Regions from separate parts of the Mus musculus genome. Here all the other regions are linked to region 1. Evidence: chromatin contacts called from public promoter capture Hi-C data. All regions are on one chromosome and are shown on one strand. Each heading gives the region's core, a stretch centred on a gene start, on an enhancer-like site or on the middle of the called end of the contact. The rest is flanking DNA. Distances are from core to core; before and after follow the strand shown.

What was found. Promoter capture Hi-C pulls out the DNA fragments that hold promoters and counts their contacts.
Region 2: a promoter capture Hi-C map of pre-B cells shows a contact between it and region 1. The contact joins the enhancer-like site here to the promoter of Zfp26 in region 1. A contact is called at or near these places in 4 of 39 promoter capture datasets (the HPC-7 cell line, HPC-7-derived erythroid cells, cranial neural crest and 2 more) and 3 of 484 Hi-C or Micro-C datasets (CD4 T cells and cerebral cortex).
Region 3: a promoter capture Hi-C map of second pharyngeal arch cranial neural crest shows a contact between it and region 1. The contact joins the promoter of Shfl here to the promoter of Zfp26 in region 1. A contact is called at or near these places in 11 of 39 promoter capture datasets (3T3-L1-derived adipocytes, the C10 cell line, cranial neural crest and 8 more), 1 of 115 datasets of contacts at active chromatin or transcription factors (memory CD8 T cells) and 1 of 9 other capture datasets (liver).

The regions. Positions count from the first base shown.
Region 1 is chr9:20,458,903-20,462,213 of GRCm38.p6, reverse strand. Zfp26 (zinc finger protein 26) reads left to right here and starts at 2,054. Exons shown (of 10, transcript NM_011753.3): 1 at 2,054-2,269; 2 at 2,553-2,667.
Region 2 is chr9:20,792,549-20,796,158 of GRCm38.p6, reverse strand. It overlaps Col5a3 (collagen, type V, alpha 3), which reads left to right. Exons shown (of 67, transcript NM_016919.3): 25 at 156-209; 26 at 305-349; 27 at 449-502; 28 at 2,168-2,212; 29 at 2,395-2,448; 30 at 2,542-2,649; 31 at 3,461-3,514. Among named protein-coding and RNA genes, the nearest start is that of Col5a3, 21 kb to the left of the region's middle. Within about 2 kb of position 1,753, at least 100 of the 459 cell types and tissues checked have an H3K27ac peak or open chromatin away from gene starts, as enhancers often do. A contact at or near this core is called in the HPC-7 cell line, cerebral cortex and pre-B cells, where this site is marked.
Region 3 is chr9:20,866,636-20,870,098 of GRCm38.p6, reverse strand. Shfl (shiftless antiviral inhibitor of ribosomal frameshifting) reads right to left here and starts at 1,457. Exons shown (of 8, transcript NM_175687.2): 1 at 1,163-1,457; 2 at 646-769; 3 at 446-495. The coding sequence starts at 1,183.

The sequences.
Region 1 (3,311 bases), core at 805-3,304:
TTCTGTGTGTTCCAAGGCCTCAAGCTCAGCCTGCTTTACATAGAGAGACTCTGTCCCAACAACAACAACAACAAACAAACAAACATGGGAGGGAGAAGAAGGTACTTTTCTGTGAGTTTGAAGTCAGCTTCCTTTACATAGTGAACTCCCAGGACAGCCAGAGCTACATAATAGAGAGACCCTGCCTCAAACAGCCTCCCCAACTAAGAGAGAGAGAGAGAGAGAGAGAGAGAGAGAGAGAGAGAGAGAGAGAGAGAGAGAGAGAGAACATAAAAACTAAGACTTGTAAACTTGTAAGTATGTTGCCAAGCTTAATGATCTGGGTTTGATTCTCAAGACCCACGTAGTGAAAGGAGAGAATCGATGCCTGTAAGTTATTCTCTGACCTCCATAGTGTACCAAGGCACATGTGTCCATGAACACACAAAACATAGAAATGCAATAAAAGCTAAAAAGTATTTAGCAAGGTTTCCTGCAAAATCCCTAGTAAAAAAAAGGCCAAATGCATTTGCATATTTCCAACTGAAGTAAGCTGCTGGGTGGGCCACCTCTAGACTAAGAATGGCACAGAGTTCAACTGTGACTTACAGATGTTCCATCGTGGGCATCAGTGAGCAAATCCTGCAAGGGCCCCAGGTCTTATTTCAGATACTCAGGGCTAGCATCCAAGGCTAGCTCATTGTCACAACTCACCAAGACATTCAAAACCAATCTCAGGATATCTGTCTGCCAACAATTAAAGGTGGTGACAGACAGGCTAAGTCACAGAACACACACACACACACACATGCACACACACACAGAGGAAAGGAATACTGCATGGCCACTTTCATTCCTGGAGCAAACATAATATGAAGGTATAAAGCTCTTCTAGAGGGCCAGGGCTCATGCACACACACACACAGACACACACACACACACACACACACACACACACACACCCCTTTGTTTTTGTTGTTGGTCTCCTCCTCTTTCTTCTCTTCTTCCACAGGGTATCTCTATATACCAGCCCCTGGCTGTCCTAGAATTCACTTTGTAGAGTTGGCTAGCCTCAAAATCACAGATATTCGCTGGCTTCTGCCTCCTTAGTGCTAGATCAGTAGAGGACACAAAGTTTTATAGGAAAGAGATAGTACACAATCACAAGATACTGGTGTGGGCTTCTATAGGGCATCCCATTTAAGTATATCTTCAATGCATACACACACACACACACACACACACACACATATAAAATCTTGTGACTTTCTAAGTTATATTTCTCAAAGGATATAATTTATAAGGTTTAAAGATTAAGCATAGCTTAAAATTTAAATAACATTTAAAATTAAGTACAATATATTAACTTAATTTTTACTCTTACTGTTTACTCTTAATGAATATGTTTGTAAATGAAATTGTAAGATGGTTTTGTGAAGTACATTGTTCAGATTTAGGGTTGAGAGGAATGCTAATATAGTAAAATTCAAGACTATTGACATTTTGGCCCTAAGTAAGTAGAATTTGTCGCCTTACTATTTTCATTTTGTTTTGAGATGAGTTTTCACTTTGCAGTCCTGGCTGGCTTGAAACTTATTTTGTGGATCTAGCAGTCCTCGAATCAAGAAGATTGCCTGTCTCTGCCTCTGCGTGCTGTGATTGCAGGGGTGTGCTGCCATGCACTGATATTTGCTTTTAACATCTTATTTGAGATATCTTTATGAAAACACACATTTTTTCCCTCTGTATATGCAATTTTTGGCTGTATCAGTTGTGTTCACATTTTAAATTTTTCATCAGAAAGTCTCAGGGTGTGAGGCTTTCTTTTTTCATGTCCTCTTCATTTTCCCCATCTTTCTAGCTCGTTTCACTACCAACGATTAGAATTTAGCATGGTATCCAGAGAGTAAAGACTGAAGTGGTTAAATGGAAGCTATAGGCTGGTTCACAGACCTGGCAGTGCATCTGCCCAGGAAGTACAGGAACCAAGAGGAGGTAGGGAAGGAAAGGTTTGTGAGCCTCCTGAGACCCCGTACTTCCCGGTGTGTGTTTAACTTTGCACTGGGATTGGCCAATCGAGAAGGCCGTTCTCGCTCAGAAATCTTGTTCAAACTTCAATTTCATTCTTTGACTGGGCTTTTAACCTCCGCTTCAGAATCAATCGGCATCCAATTCCGGGGAACCGAAATTTCAATTCCGGAAGGACTCGGACACGGTAAACGGAAGTGAACCGCAGCTCGCCTCCGTCTCTTCCGGTGTGGCTTCGTGCGGCCCCCTTCTCTTTTTCTCGGTAGTAGCAGGCCGGCTGGGCGGGTTCTGGTGAGGCTAGGTAAGGGGATGGGCGGTGGCGGAGGTGGGGAGTGAGGCCTGGGTGTGGCCTCCATGGCGACTCCGCTGGTTCCCAGGCCGCGAGTCTCGCCCCGTTGCTTCTCAGAGGCTAGGGCCCTGCACTTCTCAGGTCCCGGCCGGGGGCCATTTCATCGGAACGATATTTGAGCTCCCCGTGCCTTCGAATGTAGCCCTTGCTGCCTCGAACGCCTTTAAGGTAATCGTACAAAATTTTTGCCTTCCAGAAAGAAGGATTTCGGCCGTTGGAATCTGTCTTCGCGCCCCATCGCTCCAGGAACCTGGCCATCCCGCTTCATTGTGAGCAGTGGGTGGAATTTGATGGAGCAGGAAAGTCCCAGGGTGAGGAGCTTCTGTCCGTTCTCATTTCCTCCACAGTCTCTCTCACTATCAACTATTAGAATTTAGTTGCTTTCGTGGAAACCGATGCATTTCATTAGTTCTTTCTGTTTCTCTCTCTCTCTCCCTCCCTTCTTCCCTCCATCCCTCTCTTGCACTCTCCCTTTCTCCTCTCCCCTCTCTCTCTCTCCCCCAAACCTCATGCATCCATTTTGAGAAAGTGTTAAATGCTCAGGCCATGCATATTTATCTGTTTGCAGACCACAAACCATCCCTTACCCCTTCCCTTCATCCCAACAATAAAGTATTAACAAGGGAAAAATAGGGAGTTTGGCACTCAAGGGATGGCTCATGAAAAACTGAAACTTGGGACTGGAGAGATGGATTAGTGATTAAGAGACCACATGTCATTTCTAGAGGATCAGATTTTAGTTCCCAGCACCCATGTTAGTGGCGTGTAACAGCCTGTAATTCCAGCTATCTGGGAATGGGGAGACCAGAGTCTCTAGGCACTTGCAGTCATGTGCGCCCCCCCCCCCTTAAATAAATAATAGAACTCTGTTAAGGAATGGGTGAGGCTTTATTTGATATGTTATTTCTCCACTGGTGAAATGAGCCAATTCAAGCCAGATTAGAATATTAGAGCA
Region 2 (3,610 bases), core at 504-3,003, 330 kb before region 1:
AGATAAGGAGGATCTCCGAAGCTCAGAGAGGGCAAGCTGGGTCACCAGCGTCACACAGCAAACATGGGCAGAGCTTGTGTTCTAGGCTCACTTTGAGCTGCCTGGGTAGGCACTGAGACTCTCAGGCTACTCTTATTTTTCCCCTTTTTTTTCAGGGTCCCCCTGGAAACCCCGGAATTCCAGGTGTCCCAGGATCTGAGGGCCCCCCGGTGAGAACTACGAGCTGGGACAAGGGGAAGGGGAAGTTTTGGGTTTCTGCATGACACATTTTGGCCTTTGATGAGTTGATGTGTTTCTCTGGCAGGGCCACCCAGGCCACGAGGGTCCCACAGGAGAAAAAGGGGCTCAGGTGAGTGACCAGGAGAGTGGCTGGGTTGGGAAAGAGGAGTAGCAAGTGAGGAGACAGGATACTGGGAACAAGATAGCGCTGACCTTGTTTTCCTATCAGGGCCCACCAGGATCAGCAGGCCCTCGGGGCTATCCTGGACTTCGTGGTGTGAAGGTAGGGAACCCCTGAGGGCTTGAAGGTGGGACTGTTGATTAGTGTTGGTGTCAGAAGACCAACTTAGTGCCAGGTATCATGTGATGTCTGTGGCCCCAGTATTTGGGAGGCAGAGGTGAGAAGATTCCTCCAAGTTGGAGGCTAGCCTGGGCTATATAATGAATTCTGCCAGCCAGAGGTGTATTGCACTATTATATTTTGAGACCCTGTTTCACAAACTAATCACTAACAAAATACACACACACACACACACACACACAAACACACACAAACACACCCTGTAATCACAGTACTTGAGGGAAGAAGATCAGGAATTTAAGATCAGCCTGAGCTATACAAATTTGAAGCCAGCCTGTTTCAAACTAAGAATTAAAAAGGCTGGGGCAGAAGCTCAGACCACAGAATGCTTGCCTAGCATGTATGGAGTGTCCCAGGTTCCAATCCCAGCACCCTATAAACTCAGCATGGTGGTACATGCTGTGGTCCTAGTGTGGAGGTGGTAGAGGCAGAGGCATTGGAAGTCCAGAGTCATCTTTAGCCATGGGGTGAATTTTAAATCAGCCAGGGCTACATGAGACAGTGTCTCAAAACAAAATAAAGCAAAATAAAGAAATAACAATAGCAAAACCCACTCCAGTACCTGGGAGGCAGAGGCAGGAGGATCTCTGTGCTTTCCAGGACATTCTGGTATTCATAGTGAATTCCAGGCTAGGTAGGCGGGACTACTGTCTCAAAAACAAAACAAGAGTCCCTTGTCTCAAAAACCAAAACAAAACAGAAAGTAAACAAATGAAAAAACAGTATATTAATGGCTCTATTTTATTGTTAGTTTCTTTTCTCGTCTTTTTCTTTGCTTAATTTATAAATTGTCTTTTATCATAGTTTGATGTATGCATAGAACAGGCAACATAGATAAGGGCTGGCTCTAATCCCTTCTGGCAACTCCTGGGGGGTGGGGGGTGAGGGGTGGGGGTGTCCCATCTTATTTTGCAGATAAGTGGAGGGCTGTGGCTGCCGCCTGTGTTGTATCTGAATCGAGTTACTTTGTAGCCAAGGGAGAGGATGGCTGCAGCCAAAGCTTTCTTTACTGAGGTCCAGTGAATTACTGCGGGGCTGCAGAAGGCCCTGCTGTTTCCAAGTGCATAGTTGCATCAGCTCCAACTGCTTGTTCATTCTTCAGTTGAGCTCAGTTCCCGTCTGAGCCAAGTGCAGTTTTTCAGTGTGGTACAGGCAGGAAGTCAGCCCAGGGTATGCGCTCTGCACGGGATGGGCATGCTGTCACCAGGCACAGAGTCTCCTTGTGGCCAGCACAATGGGGAAACTCTCCCCTGCCTTTGGAATAAAACTGGCCTCTGGAATGTTCTTTCTTCTGCCAGAAGGAACTGTAGACACTGTGTCCTCAGGAAGTAGAGATGAATGGCGTAGAGATTTGGCTCTCCTGCTTCTCCCCACTCATCTGAACATGGTGGGGGTGGGGGATGGGGTGGCTACCAGGCATGGAGGAGCCACTGAGGGGCTCAGAGGAGACAGGGCTGCTCCCTCTGGGGCTCCCCACCACACTATCCCCGTCTTGCAACTGTTCTCACAATTTTAGGTCAAGGGAGGAAGTCTAAAACCTTCCTTTAGCAGGGAAGGAGACTGAGAGCTCTCTAAATTTTTTCTTAGGGTACCTCTGGTAACCGGGGTCTCCAAGGCGAGAAAGGAGAAAGGGTGAGGAGGAAGGGGTTCACTGGAAGGGAGGGAGAGGGAGCCCCCATAAAGAGCCCCTGCCCGTGTTCCTTCCCTAAGACCCTGACTTCTACTCTTCGCCTGCCTCTGTCCCTTTCTCTGTCCCTCCCCTCCTTTCTCCCTGCTCTTGCCTGCTCTGTCTCCATTTCTGTATCTCCCCCCAGGGAGAGGATGGCTTTCCTGGCTTCAAGGGTGATGAGGGACCAAAAGGCGACCGGGTAAGACCAGCTCCAGATGAGGACTGTGTGGTGTAAACATGGGATGGGCTGTGATTAAACAGTTTATTTATTGACTTATATTTTCTACCTCAGGGAAACCCCGGACCCCCAGGTCCCAGAGGAGAGGATGGTCCAGAAGGACAAAAGGGGCCTGGGGGACTGCCTGGTGATGAGGGTCCTCCAGGAGCAGCAGGGGAGAAGGTGATTTGCATGGTCCACTTGCGTCGTTTACTGCCCATCTCCGTGCCTGGCTGCTGCCTCACTGTCCAATCTGGATATGGAACCAGGACGTCTCACTTGTTAGAAAACAGTTGTACTGTGGAGCCACTCCCCAGCCCCACACTGGGGACTCTGGGCAGGGGCCCTAACACTGAGTCCCACCCCAGCCGCTCACTGGGGGATTCTGGACAGGGATGTCGGGCTGAGCTAACCCGGCATACTTCATTTATTTGCTGAGCATTGCAGAGCAATTACTTGCTTGCACCTTCGTTTTAATCCCCACAGCGACTCTGTGTGATAGACTTTTAAAAAGAATTATTTTATGTCATAGTGGTGCATTCCTTTAATTCCAGAGATGGTGGGGTGGGGTGGAACAAAGGTACTTGGATCTCTAGGACAGCCAGAGCTACACAATGCGACCCTGTCTTTAAAAGGGGTGGGGTGGGGGATTTATTTTTATTTTTAATTCTGTGTCTCTCTGTGTGAGTACAGATGCCTCCAGAGGTCAATCCCTGGAGCCAAAGTCACAGGTGGTTGTGAGCTGCCTGATACGGTGCTGGGAATCAAACTACTGAGCCATCTCTCAAGTTCCTGTGGTAAACAGCTCACCCTCCCCTTACAGAGGAGGACACTGGCTTATACTGGTGAATGAGCCCCTCGCAGGCAGGCACATCCCTCGTAGGACCTCAGTTTCCTAGGTTCTCACTCGGTTGCACAGGTTGCACACCGTTTCTCCCCTGGTCTCCAGCCTGCAGTGTGTGACCTTTGTTCTACAATCTTTTTTCTCCTGCAGGGCAAGCTTGGGGTGCCAGGTCTCCCAGGTTATCCAGGACGCCCAGGACCTAAGGTAAGAGGCCATGGAACTGGAGGTGGGCAGGGGAAAGGCAGAGAGACGGATGCCTGTGGGTCCAGGCTGTGACCCAGGGCACTCGGGGGGGGGGGA
Region 3 (3,463 bases), core at 208-2,707, 410 kb before region 1:
GTGGATCTCTGTGAGTTCAAAGCCAGCCTGGCCTATCTAGTGAATTTCAGGGAAGTCCAGGGCTGAGCTATGTAAAGACTCTGTCTTACACAAAACAAAAACTCTGCTATGTCTTTCAAGCAAACAGAAGCCGAGGAGCAAAACAACCATATTGCCTTGATTCCTTCATCCCTCCTGTCCAGGCGTCTTTCTTCCCAGGATCTGCCCAGCTCAGACTTTCTTCTTATGCAAGAAAGGGTTGCCTTGAGTTTTCTTCGACATTCAGTCTCCTTATCCTACTGTCCTGTCTCTTCCATTTGAGGTAATCAGCATGTAATGAGCACCTACTGTTTGAAGGCTGCTTGAGAAAGGAAAGGACCCTAGATGGTAAGGGGAGCACTCACTGATTGTTCCTTCTGACAAGAGAATGGGAATCCCCCTTCCTTTGGGGACAGGGGGAGGTTACCTGAGCGTCCAGGTCGTTGCTCAGCTCCTGTCCGTCTTTCTGCTTGACACCTAGTGGGAGAACATGGGAGGGGCTCTTGAAGGGTGTAGGAGTTCCAGGCGGTGGAGAGCCTCCGGTTAAACGGAGCCAGGGTCGCTAAAGCGCTACAGCAATTCTGAAACCACACCCACTCAGTGTCCCCCCCACCAGGGCTGACTCACCATACACGATAGAGCGCCCAACTCCGGTGTGGTCGCTGCCAAACTTCCTCATAAGAGCCCCTGCCTTCTTGGGGGACACTTTCCCATGAAACTTCTCCCGGAGGCGCCTGACGCTCTTCTCCAACTAGGATAGAGGGGGGATAAGCTCTGATGTCGCCGGCGACGGGGAGCAGCCCCCGCACCTTCATTCTCCTGAACTTGACCCTGGCTTCTGGCCTCCGCATCCCCATCCCCCCCCCCCTTTAAGCCATTTCCTGGAAAAATCCGAAGTTCTCCAGGCATTGGGGGATGGTGGAGACTGCGGCGCGTCCCAGCCTCCCCGGTGCGAATTTGGGGTCTGGCGGTGTGTGTGTGTGTGTGTGTGTGTGTGGCGGGATGCAGGCCAGGTTACCCCCTTTCCTTCTGACCTCTGACCCTACAGCCCCACTGTGCCCAGGGATAGAGGAGGGAAACAGCCCAGGGGGCAGGGGTGTTCCCGGGAGCCCTTTCCGCGCCGCCGGTGGCGCGGCTGTCCTACCTCCACGCCATCCTGAGCCATGGTGGCCGGAGCACACCTGGCTGCGCCTGGGTCCGGGCCTCGCAAGCCTGGGTGGCGTCGCCGCAGCTCCGCCTCCCTCGGGCCCCTCTTTCAGTTTCGTTTCTACGTAAAGCTGGGGACCCTGAGGAGACCCCGCGCAGGCCTTGCGGCCACGCGTCTGCTCACGCGCCCTGTAGTGCTCCCGGGTGGTGCTCCCGGGCCTCCGAGCGCGCCTCACCGCGTCCTGCGCAGCAGCGCGGCCTCTGCAGTCGGTCACATGTCCCCACGCTGCGCGGGGTCCGCGTCTTCACGTCCCCCTTGGGGGCGGAGCCGCACCACAGTTCGGTGCTCCCTCGCTGCTCCTCCTATGCAGAACCCGAAGCGTCTTCGGACCACCGTGGCGTTTTGCTATGCTCAGCAGTTCTAACTCCCACGGCTTCTCTCTCTAATTCCCACACTCTCAGCCTCAGTTTCCTCCTCTGTAAAATGGGCATGCAAGATAGGCATGGTGACACACACCTGTCACTCCAGCAGTTGGAAGGTGGATGCAAAAAGATCAGGAGTTCAAGGATGTCCTAGACTATGTGTGACCCAGTTTCAAAAAAGAAAAAAAGAAAAAGGGGGGGGGGGAGGGGAACATCCTAGGACAAAATGAAATGAAAGATTTTTTATTTTTTTTATTATTTTTTTTTTAGCAAGTTTTACAGACTTCTCCAGAGAATGGGCCCCAGAATCTAAGAGGCCTGGGCTTTTTCACCCCGTTTAAATACCTTCTTCCCAGTGAACCTCTGCCTTGCCCCTTTCGGTACAGAGCTTGGGTCTCACTATGATCCAGGAGCACAGAAATCTTTGCTGGGTGATCTGGCTCCCACCACCACCAAAGGTGGATGCCACAGGTGCAGATAAGGTGGTTTAACAGTGAACCGGAGACCAAAGCCAGAGAGGGGGAAATGGAAACTGATCTACCCTCCCCTTCAGCCTCTTTCCCAGGCCCCATAGTTTCAATGGTGGCCCTTATGGTCCAGGTTACTCTGGAACTTTCTATGTAGCTGAGGATGACTTTGAACTCACCATCCTCCTGCTTCCACCTTCTGAATGCTGGGGGTCTCATTGTATAGCCGTGGCTGTCCTTAAACGTATGGTATGGTGGTCCTCCAGCCTTCGCTCTGTAGCACTGAGATTACAGCTGTGAGCCACCGTGTTTGGTTTTCCAGGGGGATTAATGTCACTTAGCACAATGTGGGACATAGATATTGCATCAGTCACCAGGTGACCTTTGAAGTGTCATGCTGGTTGGAAGCAGAGTAAAAATGTGAAGAAAAGCCAACTCCTGGCCCCTTACACCCTTGTAGACTTCTGGCTCCAAGGAATCCACATTGTAAATCTAAAGCCGAGAATCATGTGAGCATCGGGCCCTGGTCTCTACGCAAGCCTGAAAGGAACACCTCCAAATGGATAGTCATCAATAAGTTATATTGAAATACTATAGCTGTTATGGAAAGTGGGATAGAAGTTCCTCACAGAATACAATGAGCATAAGATCTGTCAACTATTGGGGAAAATGCCTGTAGGAAAGGAAACCAGCTTGTTAATGAGTGCCGGATACTTGCGCCTGTGTGCATTGCTGTATTGTTCACGCGATGTCCATTAATAGGTGAATGGATAAAGAAAATGCAGCGTGGACACACCATGGAATATTACTCACCCATAAGAAAGAAGAAGCCTCATTACTTACTGCAACAGGTATAAGGCTGGAGGGCATTATGTCAAGCTGCCTAAGATCTCATTCAGTCAGTGGAGACTAAAGAAACTGTTGGAGAAGCAGAGAGGGGCAGGGCAGAGGTGGGAAGGTGGAAAGCGCCTGGTCAAGGGTTACAGTGTTACAATTTGAATGCAAGAGTAAATTCCATTGAGCTGACTGGGTCAGGAACAGCCTGACTGTTTCAAAATAGCTAGAAGAGACCCTGCAGAGCCACAGGAAGAACTCTGCTGTGCTGGCCAGGCTAGTATGCCGTTTCTATCATTATTTCATGATCACTGGTGGCAAAAAGTCTCACTGTAGTGCCCAAAAATGTGCAGACACGTGCCAATCAAAAGTAAAACCCAGAGCCAGGTGGTGCTGGTGCACACTTTTAATCCCAGCACTCCGGAGGCAGGTGGATTTCTGTGAGTTTGAGGCCACCTTGATCTACAAAGTGAGTTCTAGGATGGCCAAGACTACACAGAGAGACTCTGTCTTGAAAAACCAAAAACCAAAAAAGGAAAAATAAAAAAAGTAGTAAAAATCAGGGCTGGGCTGTA